Linked DNA regions of Rattus norvegicus: region 1 is linked to region 2. The links are chromatin contacts, called in public Hi-C maps. All regions are on one chromosome and are shown on one strand. The core of a region is the stretch at or near the end of the contact, and the rest is flanking DNA. Distances in the headings are between cores, read along the strand shown.

The links. Hi-C and Micro-C count contacts between places; a contact is called where the count stands out from the background.
Region 1: a Hi-C map of Schwann cells shows a contact between it and region 2, with 3 times the contacts expected there. The contact joins two enhancer-like sites. A contact is called at or near these places in 2 of 12 Hi-C or Micro-C datasets (the A7r5 cell line and Schwann cells).

What each region holds. Positions count from the first base shown.
Region 1 is chr14:2,932,834-2,936,941 of GRCr8, reverse strand. No RefSeq gene overlaps it. Among named protein-coding and RNA genes, the nearest start is that of Cdc7, 35 kb to the left of the region's middle. Within about 2 kb of position 2,186, at least 9 of the 93 cell types and tissues checked have an H3K27ac peak or open chromatin away from gene starts, as enhancers often do. A contact at or near this core is called in Schwann cells, where this site is marked.
Region 2 is chr14:2,804,817-2,808,982 of GRCr8, reverse strand. Tgfbr3 (transforming growth factor beta receptor 3) reads right to left here. Exons shown (of 17, transcript NM_017256.1): 17 at 756-1,909. The coding sequence ends at 1,791. Among named protein-coding and RNA genes, the nearest start is that of Cdc7, 160 kb to the left of the region's middle. Within about 2 kb of position 2,867, at least 3 of the 93 cell types and tissues checked have an H3K27ac peak or open chromatin away from gene starts, as enhancers often do. A contact at or near this core is called in Schwann cells, where this site is marked.

The DNA of each region.
Region 1 (4,108 bases), core at 937-3,436, 130 kb before region 2:
GACCCCGAGAGGCACCAGATGTGGACATCAGGGGAAGAGGGAAACAGAAACGAACTGTCATGTTTCAAGCCCTTGTGACTAGAAGATTCTCTTGCTGTTGATTCATACAAGAGTCTGGGGGACAAGGCACCTCCAGCTTTGGAGATCTGTGGGGAGGAAAGAGGAACTTCTTTTCAGAGATGTCGATTGGACCCACTCCATAGACAAATTTGTTTACTGTGGTCTTTTGTGTGACAAATTATCTGTTATAAATTATATTGTGTGACAACATGTGTCAGTGTTCCCACTCTGTCAGAATCCTAGAGTACCTGCCACTTGCTGTCCTTTTGTCTGTCCCCAATAATCAATACAAAGCCTCGCTCTCCTCTGGTTCTTGTGGTTTTGCATGTTTACCAGGGGTGCATTCCCTAGGATTTGATAACATGATAGAGGAACAGTCTGGAATCTCTACTTTCGAGGAGAAGTCTAAACGTGTCCCAAGACTATGCATCAGGAACTGAACGTCGAACGGACTCCAGTGTGCCAGGATTATGGCAAGTCAACCAAGACTGCTTTTCCTGGAGAGCTGACTCTTGGTTCCTCACTTCTGAGACCTGATGCTAGAGAAATACCCAGGGCAGCAGTTCTTAACCTTCCCGACACTGCGACCCTTTAACGCAGCTCCTCATGTGGTGGCCCCAGCTGTAAATTAATTCTCATTGCTACTAATTTTGCCATTGTTATGAACCATAATGTAAATATATGATACGCAAGATATCTGCTATGTGAACCCTGTGAAAGGTCGTTCGACCCCCTCAAAGGCGTTGAGACCCACAGGTTGAGAACTGTTGACCTAGTAGATTGAGGTCGCACCTCTTCTTTTTGAAAGTTATTGGCTGGAGGGCTTATGGGGACATTGAGCAGATTGTCAGGGGTGCATTTGTTATTAGGACTATGAACATGATGGCAGATCTGAGGGGAGTTCGAGACTATGTGACTGAGTTGGCCAGTTGGCTGTACCTTCCTACAGCTCTCTGACAAAGGGGGGGGGGGGTGATTCGCAGCACACAGCTTCAACCAGACTCTCTGCTCTCAGTTGGAGGCAGGGGAGGAGTTGAGGAGAACGATGTGTATATAGCCTTCAATACTCCCTTGAATGTAGACTCACTTCCCCAGATGAGAGGTCCTGGCACAGACAGACTCACAGCCAATGCTCTCAGCAGAGTGCTAGTCAGTACCCTCTACTCTGGTTGGATTCTAACTACAGCTTTATCAATGTCGACCTTGTTAGCTTGAGAAGCAGTCAATTCTAAAGATGTTAGTGCCTCCCTGTGCCTTTCCCGGGCCTGTGAACCGTGGCCTTTCCTTATGCTCAGGTTAAGGACCACCGTCCCCACCAACTGGCCCAGCTGTGAGAAGGAATGGGTTTGAATCTAGGTCTCACATTCAACAGGCAGGCGCTGCATGAGATCAGAAAGTTTGTGGCGTGTCCTAATTCACAGGTTCAAACATGTGGGCGCAAGAGGTTGGCGATGAAGAGAGCATGCTTACAACATGCAGAGTGGTTGACGAGAAAGACACATCCTGAAGGTAGAGGGAAAGGTCACCAGATCCCCCTCCCAGATTCTTCGGGGACTATTATTAACTCTCTCAGTGACAGGAGCTTCTCTGGTAACACTACCAAACATGTTTCCAGTGTCTCTCTTCAGTGCTGAGAACGCATTACCCGTGAAGGATAGGTCCATCGTGTTCGTGTCTCTCCTTTGGTTCTTCACAGGTTTCCAGGCCAGTGAGGCAGAAATACGCATAATCATGACTGCGCTGAAAAGCAACCACATTCCTATTTTACATCGGAAATTGACACCTGGAAGGCTTCAGACTCACCTGGATTCATTCACATAGCCAGAAAGCTCAAAGGTGGATGGCTAGAGGCAGACGCTTTCCCCTTGCACATCCATGAAAATGGCACCGAGCAAACATACTGCCTTCCATTCCGTGTCTTCAGAATAGACCGAGCGCAGCCCTCTTTAGCTAAACAGCTTAATAGACTAGGGTCAGGGGGTCACAGATGAGAAAAACAGCTAGGAAGCTGGAGGAGGGTTGGGGTTCCAGCGTTAGAAATTAGGTTGGATGAAGGCCTTGGAGTCAGGGCTTCAGCGAGCTTTTCTCCCGTGTGGCCATGACTCATCCTTATTTGGTGTTCCAAGAGAGACCGTAACCGACCAGAGGAGGGCAGTATGCCTGTGTTGACGGAGACTGTACTGGGAGGAGGAAATTCCTCCCAAAACAATCCAAGTGAGTTTACAAGAAAAAAGTAAAAGTGTGTACCGGGAATCCAAAATAAATAGCAAGTGTCCACTAAAGCAGTTACACGGGAGGCTGGCTGCCAGTATCCGGAGCCAGGAGAGAGTTGCCCTCCTCAAAGCACCCCCACCCCCGCAGGATGTGTTACTGGAGTTGGGGATTGGTGGGGGAATCTATCACAATGCCATCTTTGAGAGCCTGCTGGGCTCCCCTGCCCCCAGTTACTTCTGTTGTTCACACCTTCCTGTGGGATTATTTCAAATCCCTATTTCCTGATGACCCAACATCCTCCTGTGACTGGCAGGGGGTGAAGCCTGCCAAGGCCTCAGGTAGCAGCAGCCTTGCCCATTTTCAGTAACATCCTGTGTTCCCAACTTTCCAGCTCAGCTCCTAAATGCCAGGTTGGGGCTGTGAAATTTTCCATGGCCTCCCGCTAGACTACTCCTCTTGTATTCCAGCCCATAGACATAGTGCTCAGCTAGACCAGCGTGACCCCCACCCCCCACCCCCGTTTGTGTCATTATCACATTACACAGGACATTTCTGACTTCTTTTGACTACCCACCGTGGAGGAGGGGTCAACCTTGGGGACTCGGAGAGGGAAACTGTGGTACACTCACATGAAGCCATCCTGGCAACATCAATACTGGAAAACATGGTCTGTGACTGCGTGTGTGTGTGTGTGTGTGTGTGTGTGTGTGTGTGTGTGTGTCCCTCATGAATAAGGCCCCTACGGACAGTGAGAGAGTGTCTCAGAATTCTGCTACAATACCCTCCAGAGAGCCCACGAGTCTACGTTTAGGGCAATGCCTCGAGTTTTTGTAGAACTTATCAGTTCAGAATCCCCCCCCCCCCCCCAGCGAGTGTCTTCTGTGGTGTTTGGTCTGGGGTTAGCCCTGCACTGCCATCAAAGCTCACTACTCGAGGGTTACACGAAGTGCAAAACAGGTTTGAGAAGTCACGGAACTCATCTGGTTAGCATATGGTAGAGCTATACACAGACCCAGAAAACCTATGTTTCCCAATGCACTCAGGTTCACACCTAGCTCCCATGAGTGTTTTCTCTCCTATGAGCAGGCACGCACGCACGCGCGCACACACACACACACACACACGCACGCACACACACACACGCACGCACACACACGCACACACGCATGCACGCACACACACGCACACACGCATGTCCCCCAAAAGCCTCTAGGATTTTTCTGCTCTATGCGTTAAGTATAATTTATGTATCACGTTCACCCATTATAAGGCTGTGTGGTTGATGTTTAAGTAAAGGTCTACAGTGGTACAGCCAGCACAATAGTAATATCCAAGTTTAGGACACGTACCACCCCAACGCTTCCCTTACCCTATGTCAGTCTCTGCTGCTGCCCTTGCTCTCCTGGGTGTTTCCTCTTACTTCTGCATGTTCAGAGATGGCAAGAATCAATACGATCAAATACGTGACGTGAAGTTCACTCATGTTGAATGTATCATTCCATCTTTATTTCTAAATAGTAGTGTTGTGCCAGGAGACGCTCATGAACCCCAAAAAGACCACCAAGGAGCCAATGCCGATGCGATCACATTAGGGTCCCTTTACTCAAGCTCGAAGTTCGATGCAGTAAAGTTTCTAATGCAGTAGAACGGGAGGGTACAGCAGTAAGCTTAGTTTAAGGCAAGCATGTATAGAGACGAGAAGGTGGTTCTAGACTGGCACACATCTGATTGGCGGCCATTATGGCCTTTAACATAATTGGATAGAGCTGGGAGTCAAGCCATAAACTTAACTCCTGTTTTCTTCTTGATTGGCGGTTCTCAGGAAGTGAAGTGT
Region 2 (4,166 bases), core at 1,618-4,117:
GTAACTTAAATTTCTCTAAAACATTTAAATATATCTTTATACAGAATTTTGTAGTAAAATATAGCTATAAGTGATTTAAAGACTCTAGTCTTCTTTGAAGACATCTTTAAACTTTTTTTTATACATAGAATATACTTAACAGTTACATTCTGCTGAAGGTTAGGCAAAGCGCATTATTTTTAAACACAGGTAGCATACATAATCCAGGTCCTCCACAATGACACCTTCATGTTAAAAACCAAGGAACTAAAGAGAAGTATTTCTCTAGTCTCAAACCATCTTGTATTCATGTGGAAAATCTGAAGTATTTTCAATGTATTTATGCATCAGTCTGAGGCTCTCAGCCCTGAAGGAATCTGCCTTGGTTCAAATTTTCCCAATTGAATGAAAGCTGAGCCACTATGCAGTCAGTTAGACAAGGGTTTGGTGACTGAGAGATTGTCCACCACCCTTCATAGCTGTTTCTACCAGTAACGCTTCCAACTTAAGTTTTCATTCACGGAGGCCCAGGGCACAACTGCCTGACCGTAAAGGCAGTGAGGTTTTGCTCACGGTTATTCAGGCTAGGATCTATCTTGTTCTACTTATGGGATCTTGTTTGCGGGTTGGGGGGGGGTTGGGGTGGGGATTCTGGAAAAGCAATATTAGTATTTAATTTGCAGTGGATCTGGCATGGAGAATCCCCTCTGGGGTTCTAACACAGAGGTGTCACTGAACTCAGTAACTGTCAGAGTGGCATCGCCTTATTCTGCTGAAGAAGTTCACCTGAAACCCTTTTTAAAGTCAGCGTCCTTCTCCCAGTCTCTGCATCCTCGGGGCAGGACAGGTGACATCATCAGATGGCCTGGGCCTCTCCAGGTTTTTATACAGGCCCATCAGAGAGGCTGATGAATTTGGAGTCAATATAGCCTACCACATATAACTTAAGTTCCAACTCTGGAAGGATAGACCATATTTAAGGGGGAAGTGATCGTCCCCACAATGTGTTCTGCATTTGTGCCCATATGGCCACACACAGGCATCACCCTGCTAATCCCCTCGCTGACCACCGAACCCTACCAGCCTGATATTTAAATATTGTTAGGACGGAATGCCGGAGACAGGCACAAATCCGATATCCCACTCTCTCGACCGTTTTCAGTTTCTGTGTGCCTGAAAGGAGAAATGCTCTTGACTAAGGCACTTTTGGAGTTGGTGTGCGTGCATGGAGGACCAGGAATTAGCGTTCATTGGCCCAAGAGAGGAATGTTGCGGTGGTAAGTGACAGCCCCTCCCCACAAAGGCTAGCAAGCTACACAGGGGACCATGTAGGGTGTGGCAGGTCAGAAGGGGGCATCCAGGGCGAGACTGGATATGGAGCGTGTCTTCTATTTTACACCTTGGTTCAGCTAGGCGAGAATCCTAGCTGTCTCCCCTTGGCTCTACACACTAGCTGACGTCCCTTCACCGCCTCCTTTACTCTGTAAAACAGACCACCCCAAATGATGGATGTTTGGACACCTGGACAAAGCAGCATTAAAAAAACAAAACAAAACTGGCATATGTTTCACATTGAAACCCCCATCCTGCGAGGGGCTGGTGGGGAAGGCCACCAGCTTAGCTTTCGTGTGACAGATGCCCAGGGTCACATTTATGTGGGCCGTGGTAAGGGGTGGGTAGAACTGGCTGTCTGTATACTGAAATTCACTCTTTCTTTACAGGGAGCCCAGATCAAGACTTCCGACTGTGGACACGCAGCACTGGCATCGGGCCCTGCCCTGGCTGCGGTGGGCGGGCGTCTGTCTGTCCACCTAGGCTGTGCTGCTGCTAGAGCAGGGGGTACTCTGAGTGCTGCCGATGCTGTGGGCCGCGCTGCTGTTCTCCGAGGCTGGCGGCGAGGTAGGGACTTGCTGCCTTCGTGCTGTCTCCCCTGCAGTTAAAAAACAACGTCATATTGTGGGATCTGAGAAGTATGTGTACCCCCCACCCACACCTTTACTTTGACTTTTTACCCAGTGTTTTTCTCAATTACAGGCAGAAGCAGCTAGTCCAGGTTGACTGGAGGGCCTTGTGCTTTAAGAGTTTTTGTTGTTTTCGGGTTTTTTTGTTTGTTTGTTTGTTTTGTTACAGTTTTTATAAGCCAATAAGAGTGTATCCTGTATGGCCAGTTGTGGCAAGGATCTCTGGTGGCTCATGACAAATGTTCTGGATTCCAGAGCCTACCACTCTCAAAACATCACCAGTATCTACTAACTAGGGGCGAATCTTCTAACACCATGAAACTGCCTAACCAGCTAACAAGTTCATGACCAAGAATCACAGGACCAAGTTCTAAAATTAATCACAAATCAATATAATAATGCTTGTAAGTAAGTCTATAATTTTTTATTGGCCTACCCATTTTTGGAACCTAATATTTGCACACTCTAGGCATGAGCCGAATACCACTGAGCCACCCGTTCCTTTTGCTTGAATGCCTTGTTTAACACTGGGCTAATGGCTTTGAGAGCATGCCCTGGGAGGGGGAGGGGGTTCAGGAGGAGGGAACTGAGGGGGAGGGAGCTAAGGGGGAGGGGACTGAGGGGGAGGGAGCTAAGGGGGAGGGGTCTGAGGGGCTGAGGAGGGACCTAAGGGGGAGGGGTCTGAGGGGGAGGGGTCTGAGGGGGAAGAAGCTGAGGGGGAGGGGGAGGAGGGAGAGGGGGCTGCCAAGGGAAACCCCCAAGCTCCAAGGGCGAGGAGCTTAAGTCATCTATCTGCACATGGGGCCTGCACTGGTTGCCAGCAAACCACCTTTTTGCATCTGAAGCTCTCTGCTGGGTTCAGTGCGAGCATCTCCTAAAACGTCAGATGCCCCGCTTGTCATTACACACCCGATGCGTTACAGCTTGGCCCGTGATTTGTGCCAAGTGTGCAATGCTCTGGAGAGGGTAAAGCTCAGGTCACAAGTGGTTTGCATTTAACTGTGTGAGAGGCACTACCCTTGGTCCCTTCAATGAAGCTGGCCTCCAGAAAACAGACTCTAGGTAGGGGAGAGAGGCAGGAGCTGCTGCACAAATGTCCCCTTAGCAATCCCCACCCCCACCAATACGAGAAGCTCCCAGCAGGCCAGGTCTGTTTATGAGTTAGGCCCTCTTTCCTGTCATGCTGAAATATGCATCTATCAGGCAGAGATAAGCAGCCCTCCCTTCTGCTTATTAAAACACAACACTGAAGCAGCTAGAACAGGCTCTGACCTCAGAGCTGGCTCAGGAACTAAAGGCCTTAGACCTCTGCTGCCTTCCTGGGGCCCCTCAAAGATGCTGCCACGAGGAGCAAAGGCAGCTGCGGCTCATGCCCCGGTCAGGTTTCAGCTCTCCCTGACATAGCTCCACAGGCTTCTGCGTCCACCTGGGGCACCTGGGACCCGTGCATGCATTTGGCTTCCTCTAATTATTTTTTCTTCTGGGATTGGGGGGATGGAGAGGGGAAGGGGTCAGTATTCCCAAGGAGCAGGCAATCATGGTGTTTTAACAGTCTTCTCCCCTGCAGTATTTTGGGTTTCCCCAGCGCTGCCCCTTCAAATGTGTATGTAGTCAGGGTGAGAAGCACCATTCTGCCAAAAATTCACTTTCTCATAAATGGGAGGTTATTTCTAAAAAATAATCCAATATTTTTTTCTTCCTTTTCCCCCCGCTTCCTTTTATTTCCCCTTCTCCTTTCTGTGTTTGAACCCAGGGCCTTGAATATGATAGGCCCTACCTCAGCTTCTATTACCATATATTTCTAGCCATTAATTATCCTGATGTACACACACACACACACACACACACACACACATGTACACAGAGATACACACACAGACACACACGGATACACACACAGACACACACAGACACACATATACATACATACAGACACACATGTGCACAAAGACACACAGAGACACACCCAGAGACATACACAGATACAGACACACAGAGACACACACAAAGATACACAGACACACATACAGATACACAGACACACATACACACACATATACTCATATACACAAATACACATACAAACACACCCACACTCACACACACATATATACACATACACACAGACACACATATATACACATACACACGGACACACATATATACACATACACAAGGACATACACAGACACATGGACACACACATATATACAGATACACATACAT